Regions from separate parts of the Hordeum vulgare genome. Here region 1 is linked to region 2. Evidence: chromatin contacts called from public Hi-C data. All regions are on one chromosome and are shown on one strand. Each heading gives the region's core, a stretch centred on a gene start, on an enhancer-like site or on the middle of the called end of the contact. The rest is flanking DNA. Distances are from core to core; before and after follow the strand shown.

Evidence for each region. Hi-C and Micro-C count contacts between places; a contact is called where the count stands out from the background.
Region 1: a contact with region 2 is called in a Hi-C map of leaf, with 1.8 times the contacts expected there. The contact joins the promoter of LOC123409303 here to the enhancer-like site in region 2. A contact is called at or near these places in 2 of 6 Hi-C or Micro-C datasets (leaf and seedling).

What each region holds. Positions count from the first base shown.
Region 1 is chr7H:587,341,135-587,347,543 of MorexV3_pseudomolecules_assembly, forward strand. LOC123409303 (vegetative cell wall protein gp1-like) reads left to right here and starts at 1,455. Exons shown (of 2, transcript XM_045102241.1): 1 at 1,455-1,741; 2 at 1,851-2,866. The coding sequence starts at 1,567. The coding sequence ends at 2,731.
Region 2 is chr7H:587,287,380-587,293,761 of MorexV3_pseudomolecules_assembly, forward strand. No RefSeq gene overlaps it. Among protein-coding and RNA genes, the nearest start is that of LOC123409303, 52 kb to the right of the region's middle. Within about 2 kb of position 4,297, at least 1 of the 3 cell types and tissues checked has open chromatin away from gene starts, as enhancers often do. A contact at or near this core is called in leaf, where this site is marked.

The DNA.
Region 1 (6,409 bases), core at 205-2,704, 51 kb after region 2:
TACAGTGAAGACCGGTGTTACTAGTAACGCGAGAGTTAGAGATGGTGTTACTAGTAACTTCTGTTGTTATTAGCATTAACTCCTCCTTCTAATGACGCTCATTTGGTCGTGGCGCACTCTATATAAGCTACACCCAAGCTCCTGGGCGAGGGTTGAGCATTTTGTATTCGCACGCCCCCATAAGCAAAATAACCTCCAGGCTCGAGACGTAGGGTCTTTACCATTTCCGAGTGGGGTCCGAACTCGTACATCCGAGTGCAACCAGTGCGTCGTAGCTAGGCTTCGCCCCTCGTTCGTACCCCTGATACTATTGTGAGGATCATTCCCACGACAATGAAGCCAGTGATCGGTACTCGCGGTCTAGATCTTCACTCCACTGCTCGCCGCTATTGCTTGCCGTCCAGATCTTGTGCTCGGCACCGCTGATGTGAGAGTGGAGGAAAGGGAGAATGGGTGATGAGAGAATGGTGAGTTGAGTTATGGCGGCGCTTCAAGTATGGCTCCTCCTGTGCAGCATCCGACCCACATGTGCCTCGGGTTGTATTGCTTGGGCCTAGCTATGGGCCGATTCAATCGTACTCCTCAGCCAGGCCCACATGTGTTCTAAGGTTCATGGGAGTCAATGCTTTGATACAAGTCAAGCAATCAAACCGAACAAAACTGCATAATGTAGGCCTGATTTTTAGACATAATGCAAACAACCAAACAGACCGTAGGTAAAATCCATATAGCTTGATTCATGCAAGCCTAGCATTCCTCCGAAACTTCCAAAAAAGACCTTGTCTCTTCCACTGACAAACAAAGCAAGGGATCAATCCTTCCCTAAGAAAACAAAACAGAGGATCACCCTCACATTCCTCTCCAAACGAACTCAAACTCCACTTCCCGCTGCTCGCCGGACCGTGCCTGCCCGGCCAACATACGGACGGAAACAACGACCGAAGCTGCCGCCCGGGTCACCACACCGAGTCCCCGGTCCCCCGCTGCCGACGTGCGTGCGGCCTGCGGTCGACAACAGCATGCAGCACGGAGCACGGCCGACTGACTCATCAGTCATCACTCCCCGGACAACGACGCCGCCGGCCAGCGTACGTACGTACCCGAATTTTCCCCGTGAAACCGTGTGGGCTCCCACGGACGGACACCTGGGTGGTGCGTGCACCCCCCAACAAGGTATAGACTAGACCGATTCTCCAAAACAAAAGGTATAGACTAGACTTGCTATTCCGGCGTCAACCGGCGATTCGTCAAGGTTCCAACCCCAGCACCCGGAAGCTTTCAGCCACGTGAACGAAAAGATGTCGATCCGTATGGATGGATGGATACCTGTGCGAACTTGGCTCCTGGCATCTGATCCGGGTGATCGATCGACGCGGCCTGACACGTCGTACGTAAAGTCCCAGTTCCCTTTCGTTGAGCTCTTCAAATACCCCCCCAACCACCCTTGTCTCTTCCCAACCCGAGCTCACTACATACACAGGCCGATCACACAAGTGCGACTGCAAAGTTGCACCCCTTGATATTTGTTAGTACAGTTAGGACTTAGGAGGTAGTGATCTTCCAGACATGGCGAGCGCTCGTGGTGTGGCGGGGCTGCTCTGCTTCGCGCTCGTCGCCGCGGCGGCGAGCGCGGCGCAGTACCGGGTCGGCGAGCAGCGGGGGTGGAGCGTGCCCGGCGCCGGCGCCGAGCCGCTGAACTCGTGGGCGGCGCGCATGCGGTTCGTCATCGGCGACCAGCTCCGTAAGTTGCACACCCAGTCGATCATATCATCGGATGGACGAAGGTTCGTTCGTTCGTCCATGGCCGTGGATGGATGGCATGGTGAGCTGACGGGTTTCTTTTGTCGCAGTGTTCGTGTACCCCAAGGACACGGACTCGGTGCTGCTGGTGGACCAGGCGGCGTACAACGCCTGCAACACCACGACGTACGTGAGCAAGTTCCAGGGCGGCAGCACCGTCTTCACGCTCGACCGCTCCGGCCCCTTCTTCTTCATCAGCGGCAACGAGGCCAGCTGCAAGGCCGAGCAGAAGCTCATCGTCGTCGTGCTCTCCGTCGAGCACACGCCGCCGGGACTCCTGCCGCCGCCGCCGCCTCCTCAACCCTCCATGCCGCCGTCGTCCGCGCCGCCCATGCCCAGCCCGATGTCGCCTCCTTCCATGACACCGCCCATGCCTAGCCCGATGTCGCCTCCTTCTATGACGCCGCCGTCGGCTACGCCGATGCCGAGCCCGATGTCACCCCCTTCCATGACACCGCCGTCCGCCGCACCGATGCCCAGCCCGATGTCCCCTCCTTCCATGACACCGCCGGCCGGCGCGCCGATGCCCAGCCCGATGTCTCCCCCTTCCATGACACCACCGTCCGGCGCACCTATGCCGAGCCCGTTGTCCCCTCCTTCCATGACGCCACCGTCCGGCGCGCCGATGCCGAGCCCGATGTCCCCTCCTTCCATGACACCGCCGTCCGGCGAACCGATGCCTCCGACGGTTGCTCCCGTGGCAACCCCGGACTCGCCACCATCACCGACAGGTCTAGCTCCGTCACCGGGAACACCTGGAGCTGGAGGCGGATCATCGCCGGGCACCCCTGGATCCGACACGAACAGCCCGCCGGCGCCGGGTGCCGGCGGGGCGAGCGCGACCACGCCGGGAAGCGCGGCCGCTCCGGTGACGGCAGGGCTGATCGGCACGCTTGCAGCAGGCATCGGCTACGCCATGCTAGCTATCTGAGTGCTCTGTTCTTTTGTATAGTGTGAAAAATTGCATGATGCCGCTGATACTCTGCAGAGGATTTTTACCTTTGTACGTAGGAGTATTTGTTTTCCGATTGTGAAATAATAATAAGAGATACGTTTGAGCTCTTTATATTATATCTTTTGAGTTTTGAACGATGCTTGGGTCCCGAATGACCCAGAAACTTCATGAAAAATCATTAAACTTGAACGGAGGTACGAGTAATGCTACACCTACAAAGACTTACGTAAAGATTTTACGTACAAACCGATGTGTAAGATTGTGATTGGTAATTGAGAGATGAGGGGCCACCGTCACTAAAAATCAAGGGGGAGAGAAGAGTTAGTTTGAAAGGTTAAGTAAACCTTTGTAAGTTTTTATAGGTCTAGCATTTTTTATGAAGGTATAGTGCAGTTTACAACTGGACCCAAAGTGATAAAAGAGAAAAGGTACAGACTCATCCTGACATTTGCATGAAGGACGAACAATCGTCTCCCTGACCCAAATAGAGAAAGAGAAATGCAATCGGGTCTTGAGCACCTCTACAGAGCATCTATAGCAGGAGCACTTATATTCGTCTCATACATCCGACGAGGTCATTCGGACAAGACACGGTCACGAAAAATTGATCCAGACGGTCTAAGTGACCCTCAAATGCTCGGGTGGACTGGCACTCCTCATATCCAACCCAAATATGAACGGATATGAGGAACCCAGACACGCCCGCCTCACTGCCTAGCCCACCACCGACCCCATCGACACGTTAGTCCGACCCACTATCACCCCACTAAATACCCGAATCAGGAAAACCCTAGACAACCGGCAGTTCACTCTCCATCCACTCCACTTCCCCTCCCCACGCTTTGATTCGATGGCCGGCGACGGAAGCAGCTCTGATGGGTCAAACATCGATGTGGAGGAGGTGGCCCTTCGCATCGCGTTGTGTTGGTCGCTACAGGACCAAGGCGGCCCCGACGACGGTGGATCTGCATCCTCCGGGCCCGTCGCACGCCAACGGAGCGTTGACGGCGGTGGATCGGCATCCTCCAGCGCAGGCGACGTCGCGGGCCCTTCTCGCGAGGCACACAGCTCCGGTCACTCCCGCTTCGGGAGGTCTGTTCCAGGGCAGGTACGCCTCCCACCTCCACCACCTTCTGCTCTGAAAGTGGTGCGTGAACACTGTTGGGTCCTCGTGCCTGCGTCAGAGACGGGGCGCAGCAACAGCGGGCTAGGGAGAGGGGTGGGCTGGCCGCGCGGCGTTCAACCTCGAGCATGTCGGTCGACCCCGAGGACGCGCTCCTCACGGGCATCCTTCGTCGCTCGCTGACGACGGCAGCGACGGATGCGCGCCGCCTCCGCCGCAAGAATGTTGAGGCGCTCCGACTGGCCATCGAGTTATCGGAGCGCGAAGCAACGAAAGAGGCGGCGGCAAAGGCGAAAGTAACTCGCCATGTGAAGGAGCGGGAGCGCCTGCTCCGCGGGCTGTCCGGCATGCGGTGCGGCTCCAACGAGGATGATAGCGACGTCTTCACCACGTCCGGCTCCGACGACGACGATGACGACAATGCTCCACCGCATGCCGACGCCTACACAGAGGAGGGGCACATCGGTATGGACGACCAGAAGGGGAAGGAGGCGGCAAGGAAATGGTGATTTCCTCCGCCCTATCCCTGTTTTGTTTATATTTTAATTATGCTAAAGTAGTTTGTAGTATGAATTTGCCGATGTACTATGATCCTTTTGTTCGACGAAACAATCCGATCCGAAGGAAGATGTTGATCTCTGGTTTTACATAGTGTTGCATGCGTTTGTATGGATATGAGGGTTTGGATATAAGTAGTGAGGATGTGGAAGGAAAAAATAAGGCGCGTCCGATCAGTGCCCGCGTACGCGGATGTTTAAGGGTCGTATTTTAGGGGTCCCGCTGTAGATGCTCTTAGAGCATCTCCAACACGCGTCCAAAAATTGCTTTGTGTAGTAAAAAATGTTTTTTGCGTGGACAGTTTCAGCAGAAGCTGGAAAATAGTGTGCGTGTAAAAAAATTGGGCACGCGTTAAAAGGCATCATCTCACACGGTAAATTTAAGACGTCAGATTGCACGCGCTTCATAATTTGTACTGCGTGTTTCTTGACACGCGTTTTTGGCATGTGGAAAATCAATGTTGGCCCCGACGCGCTAAAAGTGCTACAGATACATATCTAGCAACAGCCACGAACGACCATACAATACTACAAAGCACAAGCCGGGCACCTCCAAAGATCAGCTACTCCCACAGAGCTTCCCTTGTCGACGCGCCATCCACCCTGAATGCCTAAAAGGCGGTGGTAGGAAAATGGCATGACTTGCTCTGATCCGAGGAAGACATCGTCTTGGATAGCACCGCCGGGAATCAAAATAGGACCATGGCAAACACCGAAGAAGAGCAGCTAGGAGCGAAGCCGTGCCTCCAAACACGGTGCTTCCAACAGGGGAGCGACGTTGAGAACGCCGCTATCGTGTCGATCCGACTGAATCAAGGCTTTCGCCCAGAGACAACAACCAACTCCACAAAAGCGAGGGAAATGTCGAATTCTCCTTGATGCCTCCAAGGAGTGGGACGACACCATGGGCGCCATCGCCGCCGGCCCGACAAGAGTTGGGCAAGATTTTCGACGATCCAACTCATTCATCAAGGGCCAGAACCGCCACGGAAAGATATCAACTGCTCCAAAGTGACAGGCTTTCGACGATCCAACATCTAGCCGCAGGCAACTCCCACACCGGCACCATCGAAAGGCCATCGTCGCTCGCCACACAGCCTAGAGGTGGCCCGGACGCTCACTGCTCGCTAGGAACATCATCCTAGCCAAGCCATCGAAGCTCCACCACCAACCTAGATGGTAGTTCGCGCCGCCACACCACACCTCGCCCCCAACGCAACCGCCAGCACTACCATTGTGCAAAACAGTCGTGGAGGCCCGGCGTCACCACGCATGTCGGCAGCCACGCTCGGGTCCTGGTCAGCCAGGTCCAGATCCAGGGAGGGGATCAGGACTAACCGAGACCTCCGGCCACCGCAACCGCAAGCAGCACCTCCGAACGGAAATCACATAAGGCCTGCAACCACCATGGCATGTCGCCCTCGCACCCTCGTAGCACCATGCCACCAAGAGCAACCGTTGACTCAGCACCGTGCCATGGCCATGGAGCAACGAGCCGCGCCGAGGAGAGCCCCCCCCCCCCCCCCCCCGGCCGGTCCTCCCGGGTTTTGCCCGACAGTGTCCCTTGACGGCGGCGAGGGGGGGATGAGGGTCGGGCGACGGCGGGGAGCTGAGGTTCCCCCGTGTTGCCTCGAGAAGGGACGCGGGGGTCGGGGACGCAGTGGGGATGTTTTGAAACTACGCGCTAAAACTATTGTACTGCGCAAATTTTTTGTGCGGAGATACTCTTAAGAACCATCAGCTCGCCTCACTAGTCGCGAAAACATCGTCCCATGGAGTACAAATTTCGTGTTTTGACCCTTTTGAAGAAGTTGATCCAAATCTGACCCCAGTTTGCAAAAATTTCGGGATCTGACATTTTTCTTACCGCCGGACCCCTTGACGATACGGTATGGCAACCTACCGCCGAGGTCTCTGGCGGTAGGAAAATGGCCAACCGCCGCAATGATTCGCGGTAGCATGTGTAACCCTACC
Region 2 (6,382 bases), core at 3,047-5,546:
ACCTCCTGCTCAACTGGCTCCAAAATCGGACTCACCTGTGAGGCCGAAATAGGCGCCGACCCCTCCTCTGTCGCCAGCTGAGGCAGCACAGAGTCTAGCTGAAACATCACTCCCGAATCCTGAGTCCTCTGCTGATCGGCAACCTCCACTGGCGCAAGAGCATCAGCTGCCACCAGCACATCTGTTGGAGCATCCGGTACTCCAGTAGACGTCGCTACCGCCCCAACAGACTGGGATGTTACTCCCTGGCCTCCACCCTGCAGAGCGTGCTCCTCCACAGTGGCATCTACCGCCATGCCTGGCTCAACCTGCTGCGGCAGCATGGAGTCACCCTTAGCCTTAGCAAAATACTGCTCCAAAGAAACTGACGGCAACCCAACCACCGGCGAAGAGGGCTGCAATGCCGTCGAAGATCTCTGCTTCCCAGGAATAGACAACCGGACCTTTCTACCCAGCCCGGCGTCCCTCGCCGAGGCAATGAACCTTGCAGGTGCAGAAGCCGGCTCCAAAGAACCAAAACGCACCTGTGTTACCGGTGCGGACATACCCGCTCCACCTGCAGTCGGTGTCTTAGGATCATTCGGCAAAACGGCATGGTTGGAGGCTGCCCCGTCCTTGTCTGACTCCTTAGCACGGGACTCATCATCCCCATCAAACATATCTGCATCTGTTTGTTTCTCCTCATCAACAACCATGAGAGGTCTCTCAATCTCTAAGCGAAGAGTATACCTCATACCCTCATAAACCCAAAGGACCTCATCTGGCACAAGTCCAATATCAATCACACTGACCAACATCCGCGCAACCCCTTTGGCGCGAGAAAACACCATGTCCACCTTCTCAGTCTTTCCTATCAATGACCCAAGGCTCCAAGCAACATGAAAATCACTCACCGCCTTCGACGGTACGCCCGCAAACCGGACCCAAATCTGATCCAGCGGAGTCCCCTGAGGCTCATCACCCTTCCAGGAATCAAACTCTAAGATATAGCACGTGCTTGGCACTCTGCACATACCGAATTTCAGCAGCCGCGCCAAGTCTTCCTTGGAAGGAAAAACAACCTTGAACACATTGTCAGCAACAGCAATAGGGTCCCATCGAAAAGAAGAAGACACCAGCTCTCTCAGTTGCTGGCCAACCTGGTCTGCAGTCATAGACCCACTGGCCACAGTCACCTTACCAGTAAGGGTTACATCGGGAGCATGCACCGCAGAAGTCCCAGCAGGTGACTCAAAAAACATTAGGTCCTCACAACAAGTCCCATAAATCGCTACTGTCGGCATAATTCCAACTGTGAGAGGACACTTAAGTAGACCATGTACTGGTTTGAGACAGAACTCACATAATTCCGCTGTACATTCGGACACAAAGTGACCATTCTCACCACAGCGGTAGCACGTCATCTTTTCCTTCTTGCGCGCCCACTTAGATGGTCTATCTCCCCCATCTGATTTAACAATAGTGCTGTCCTTGAGCTGAGTCGGACCCTCAGCATCTCCAGGCCCCGGTAGTAACGCAGCAGCAGGGCTCCCAGACCGCCCCTGAACCTGCACCTCCGCTATTGGTTCAAGAACCTCAGGAGTTGGCAGCGAATGCTTAGACTTTCTGCCTCCGCCTCGAGCAGCCCAATTCTGCCTATAGCCCCCTCTCTTAGGATGCGAAGGACCAGCAACACCTTGCACAAAATTCCCCGGAGGCCCCTGCCAAGCACCCCGACCGCCTCCAGCAGAAGAAGCACCGCGATGCTGGCCATGACCGTAGGCACCAACTCCATCGTCTCCCCACCGGCTGCGAGACTGCCCTTGATTCGTTTCAGGCCCCCCAGACCCTCCTGCACCCTGCTGTTGCAAGTTCCTGGGCACCTGGGCTGGCGGCCGACTCCCCTGGGTCATCCCCCTCGCAGCCAGCTGATTCCCCTGGCGCGCCGATTGCTGCAAAGGACGCTGCGAGGCAGACGCCCCAGACGGCAGCGGTGCGTGCGAAGCCCCGGCCGGAGGCGGCCCCTTCCCAGACATCACCTTGGGCGGCGGCAACTTAGCTGGCGGAGCAGTACCCCTCCCTGCCATGATCGAGAGATCAGCAGCGGCAAGAACAAACGCCGCGCGGCCGACTCCCAACCTAGGAAAACCTGGGCGCCCGCGACGAACTCTGATTGATCCACAATCGTTCTCAGCGGTTAAGATAGGTTGATCTGAACCCCCAGCAGGATTCGGCCAAGGAGATACTACCTTGCACGCCAGACCATCAAGGCCCACATCGTGACAATTATTCTCAGTTGGAGTCGAACCCGTAACCAGGTCAAGCACCGCTGCGTCGGTGAGGGCCATACACCCTGGACTCGGCGAGATTGGCGCCTGATCAGCGGGACTCTCCGCCGCAAGAACTGACAACAAAAATTGTTGTCTATTGGCCCGAGTTGAAGGCACAATCAACGCCGGAGGAACTATCCTTGCCGGTTTAAGATGGTTCTTCGAACTACGCCTCCCAGTAACCCAGCAATCGGGCTTGAAAAAATCTGACAACACAAGGGGAGGGAGGTTTACCTTAGGCAATGCACCGACCCATGGCTTCCTAGCAATCCCCTGCGTCTTCTTCCTCTGCAGAATAGGATCGTGTACGATCCTGGCGTCCAGCATGGCTGCCGGAGATGGCGACGGGCTGAGCGGAGAGACCGGCGACGTATTCTTCACGATCCCAGCTGTGCAATCAGGGGCATCCCTGCCTACATTCTGGAACTGAACTTGTTCGTCGTCCTCCTCCGCATCCGAGTGGCAGTCCCAAAACTTCCCCCTACTCGGGCTTGAACTCAAGACCGCTCCATCGTTGCCTTCGTCGTCAGAGGAGATATTGCATACCTGAGCAATTTCGGGCGCCACCGGCTGATGAAAGATCTCAGATACACAACGAACAAAGTAAATATCAACCTTGAAACAAAAACCTGCCGCGAACTGAACACCCTCGAAGTACCGTCCGGCAAGAATATCATCATCTCCATCACGAAGTGATAGCCAAGAGGAGATAGGATTGAAAACAACCATACCCTCCACCTGAGATGAACCAACCTCTGAAAAACAAACAGACCAAAAAATTCGCCGGTGCAGTTGTCTTGCCGGCGAAGTCCGGCCTGCCCGCGAAGCACCGACGCGAGCTCTCACGACCGGCGGCGTGGACAAGTCCTCCTTCCCCTGGATCACAGCTCCGGCGTCGTCCCGCAATTCCAGATCGCCAGGCGCTCCAGGGTCGCCCAGAATTCCCTGATCCAGCAACGGCTCCATCCCCTCTTCTTCTCAATGAAATCTATGTACATCGATTTAATCAACTCAGGTCCAATTCTAAGATCGATACATATTTGGAAAATTAAAATACCCTTAAGAATCAAAGTTGTTATGTGGTTTGTTCATAACGAGGTGATTCTCACTGCGGATAACTTGGCCTTGTTACTTCTGTGATCAAAATGATTCAATTAAACACCTCGTTCTCGAGTGCCCGATGGCTAGAATATTATGGCGTGCAGTCCATGTAACTTTTAATATTACCCACCAAATTGTATTCACACGTTATTCGGTATGTGTCTCAATGGGGTTGATCCAACTAAGACGGCACATATTCGTACAGGAGTATGTGCGTTATTGTGAGCTATATGAAACTGCAGAAACGATATAGTTTTTAACAGACAAACTCGGGTTAAACTTTTATAATAATCTACAAGGCTACTATTTGGATCCGTACATGGTCGTTAGTCACTCTTGCGGAAGCGAGGATCCTTTGGTTACTGGATGCATCCAGTGAAAGATGATAGCGCACGATATTTACAACCGATTTGGATGACGGTCCAATAATAGACTAGATGTTGAGTCATCTTGTCCTATTTTTGTCCGTTGTGCCATTTTACCGTTTTATTTGATTTCATCTGACCTTTTAACGGATCATATACTAGATCATTGAGATTTTAAAACCCTTTGCTTAATAGTATGGCTCTATGCATCAGGCTGATGCACAAGCCGGGTCATCTTCTTTTTCAAAAAAAAAAAAACGTGACACCAAGAATCCAAGATGTACTCTGGCCAGGTGGCCCTGTTGGGTTTTGCCTGCAGGGCGTGCATGCATGGCGCAGCTCATTCTACTCGCAGCAAGGTCAAGGCACGAATCGCTTCGTCGCAAAGGTACGCAACCTTCTCACCTTTTTTCATACACGAGAACGGTTTATCCTTTACTTTTGTCCCTATCAGACGAACTCAAGTTGCCTCGTCGTTTCTCGCTGGATCGAACCGATGACGGACAGAACGACAGATACTACTTAGGCACGGCAAGGAACTTTTCAACACCGGCATCAGGTTCGCAACGTGTCGACGTGTGTGCGGACTGCGCCTCGACCCATTCACTCCACGGACAACTAATCGCGTCAGATTATCAACCGTTAGTAGCACTATGCCCGTATTCGCTCGTCGATCAAGTCTCAACTTGTGAAGCACGGGTCAACCAGAAGCATTTGGCCCGTCGAACAGGAACTCTTACTAGTTCCTGTTCTTCAATTCCCAGTATATATAAAATGTGCGGTGGCAACTAATCGCGTATTGGCGCTACACTTATTCAGGAGACAGCAGATTGCCACCTGTGTTGGATCTCTCTCAAACTTGCTTATTACACATTTTTGCATCCTGACGCCTCCTATGCCGAAATGTCGTACTAACGAGCACATAGACGAATGTGAAGCAACTAAATAATAAATATAATTTTCATCATGGTGGTACATCGACAACCAACCGAATCACATACTACGTAGTATTGGACTGGACTGCATGCACACCTACAATCACATATTGAGTATATATAATGTCTGAGCTCTTGGCAAATATCACTTGGCAATGAAGAGAGACACTAAGTAGTAGTCTACGAAGGGGGTCCTTGTGTGAAGACTATATCTTAATTACAGTGGTTGAGAAGAGTAAAACTGGGTAGAATAAATGAGAGAATAGATAAGATAGTAAAAACAAATGTTGAATTATGAACTTCACGTGGTTTTACCAAACAATTGCAAAGTTACCTATATTTCTTTTAGAATTAGTTATTCATGGAGATTGTCTTTTCTCTTTGTGAACATTTAATTATATGTCGCTCGGTCTTTCCGAGGTTCTCGTAAGAGTCAGGTATGTGCGTGTTCATACGTGTGAGTGTATGTAAACGACAACATATGTGTTTCTAGAAAGAAACATTCATTCAGAAAGAGCATACAACAAATATGCTACTTACACACAATTGCATCTTTAGTTATCATATTTGGATAAAAATGTTTCCTTCTTTAGTTATCATATTATTATACAAAAATCTGTGTAAGAATACTCAACGAATATATGTGTTTCCATCTTTAGTTATCATATTATTATACAAAAATTTGTGTTCCATACAATCAAACTTCACTAAAATATTGCAAAAATAGGACATATACTAGTTGAGTATATTTGCATCTTTGATTGTATAGACATATGGCGGCCTTTGATTGTATCTCTTAGAAATATATTAGTTGAGTATTTTTGCATCTTCTATTTGGATTCACCGCTCCCCCGCGTGAATACATTACTCAAAGGCCGCCAAGAGCAGCGAGTTTAAGCATTACATAGTTACGACGGACAGTGCAGAGAGGCACACCACGATAAACCGTGGCCCGGCTTCATTAAGAGGTGCGAGCACAAGTCTAAAACGGACATATACTAAGGCCCAGTTATTTTCGGGCAGGATTCAGCAGAACCAAGATTTTGAAAAATTCTCATAGAATTTGCTTCTCACAGAATCTGTCACCCCAGTTCTTTTCTGAGATTGTAGTTTGAAATTATGGAGTGAGTTGTGTGACAGAAATGTTTGTTCGGCCCTTTAGTTGAACTGACTTTCTGCATCTAAAACATCTAGCGGCGTCGTGAGGAGCGGAGCCGACGAAGCTCCCATCCGGCGGCGTCGTGACGAGCGGGGCTGGCGAAGCTGTCGTCCGACGGCGGCGTGAGGAGCGGGGCAGCGGAGCTCTCGTCCGGCGGCGGCGAGGGGGTCTATCGTGAGGAGCGGGGCGGCGGAGCTCTCGTCCGACGGCGACGAGGTGGGCCATCGTGGGGAGCGGGGCGGAGGAGTTCTTGTCCGACCGCAGCGTGTGGGCTGGACGACCAAAGGGTGGCCGGAGGCGGGCTGGCAGAGCTCCCGTCCAACGGCGGGCGGAGCGGCTAGTGCTCATTGGGATGATGGGATCAAGCAGATGCTTGGTCATTCGATCATGCGAGGGGCAGTTTGGCTGTAAATTATCCCTTCAATAGGGGTATTCTCATATTTGAAACGTTTTCTTTTGTGGGACTTATGAGAATCCCGAGATTCTACGAAAATCTATGTTTGTTGGGATTCT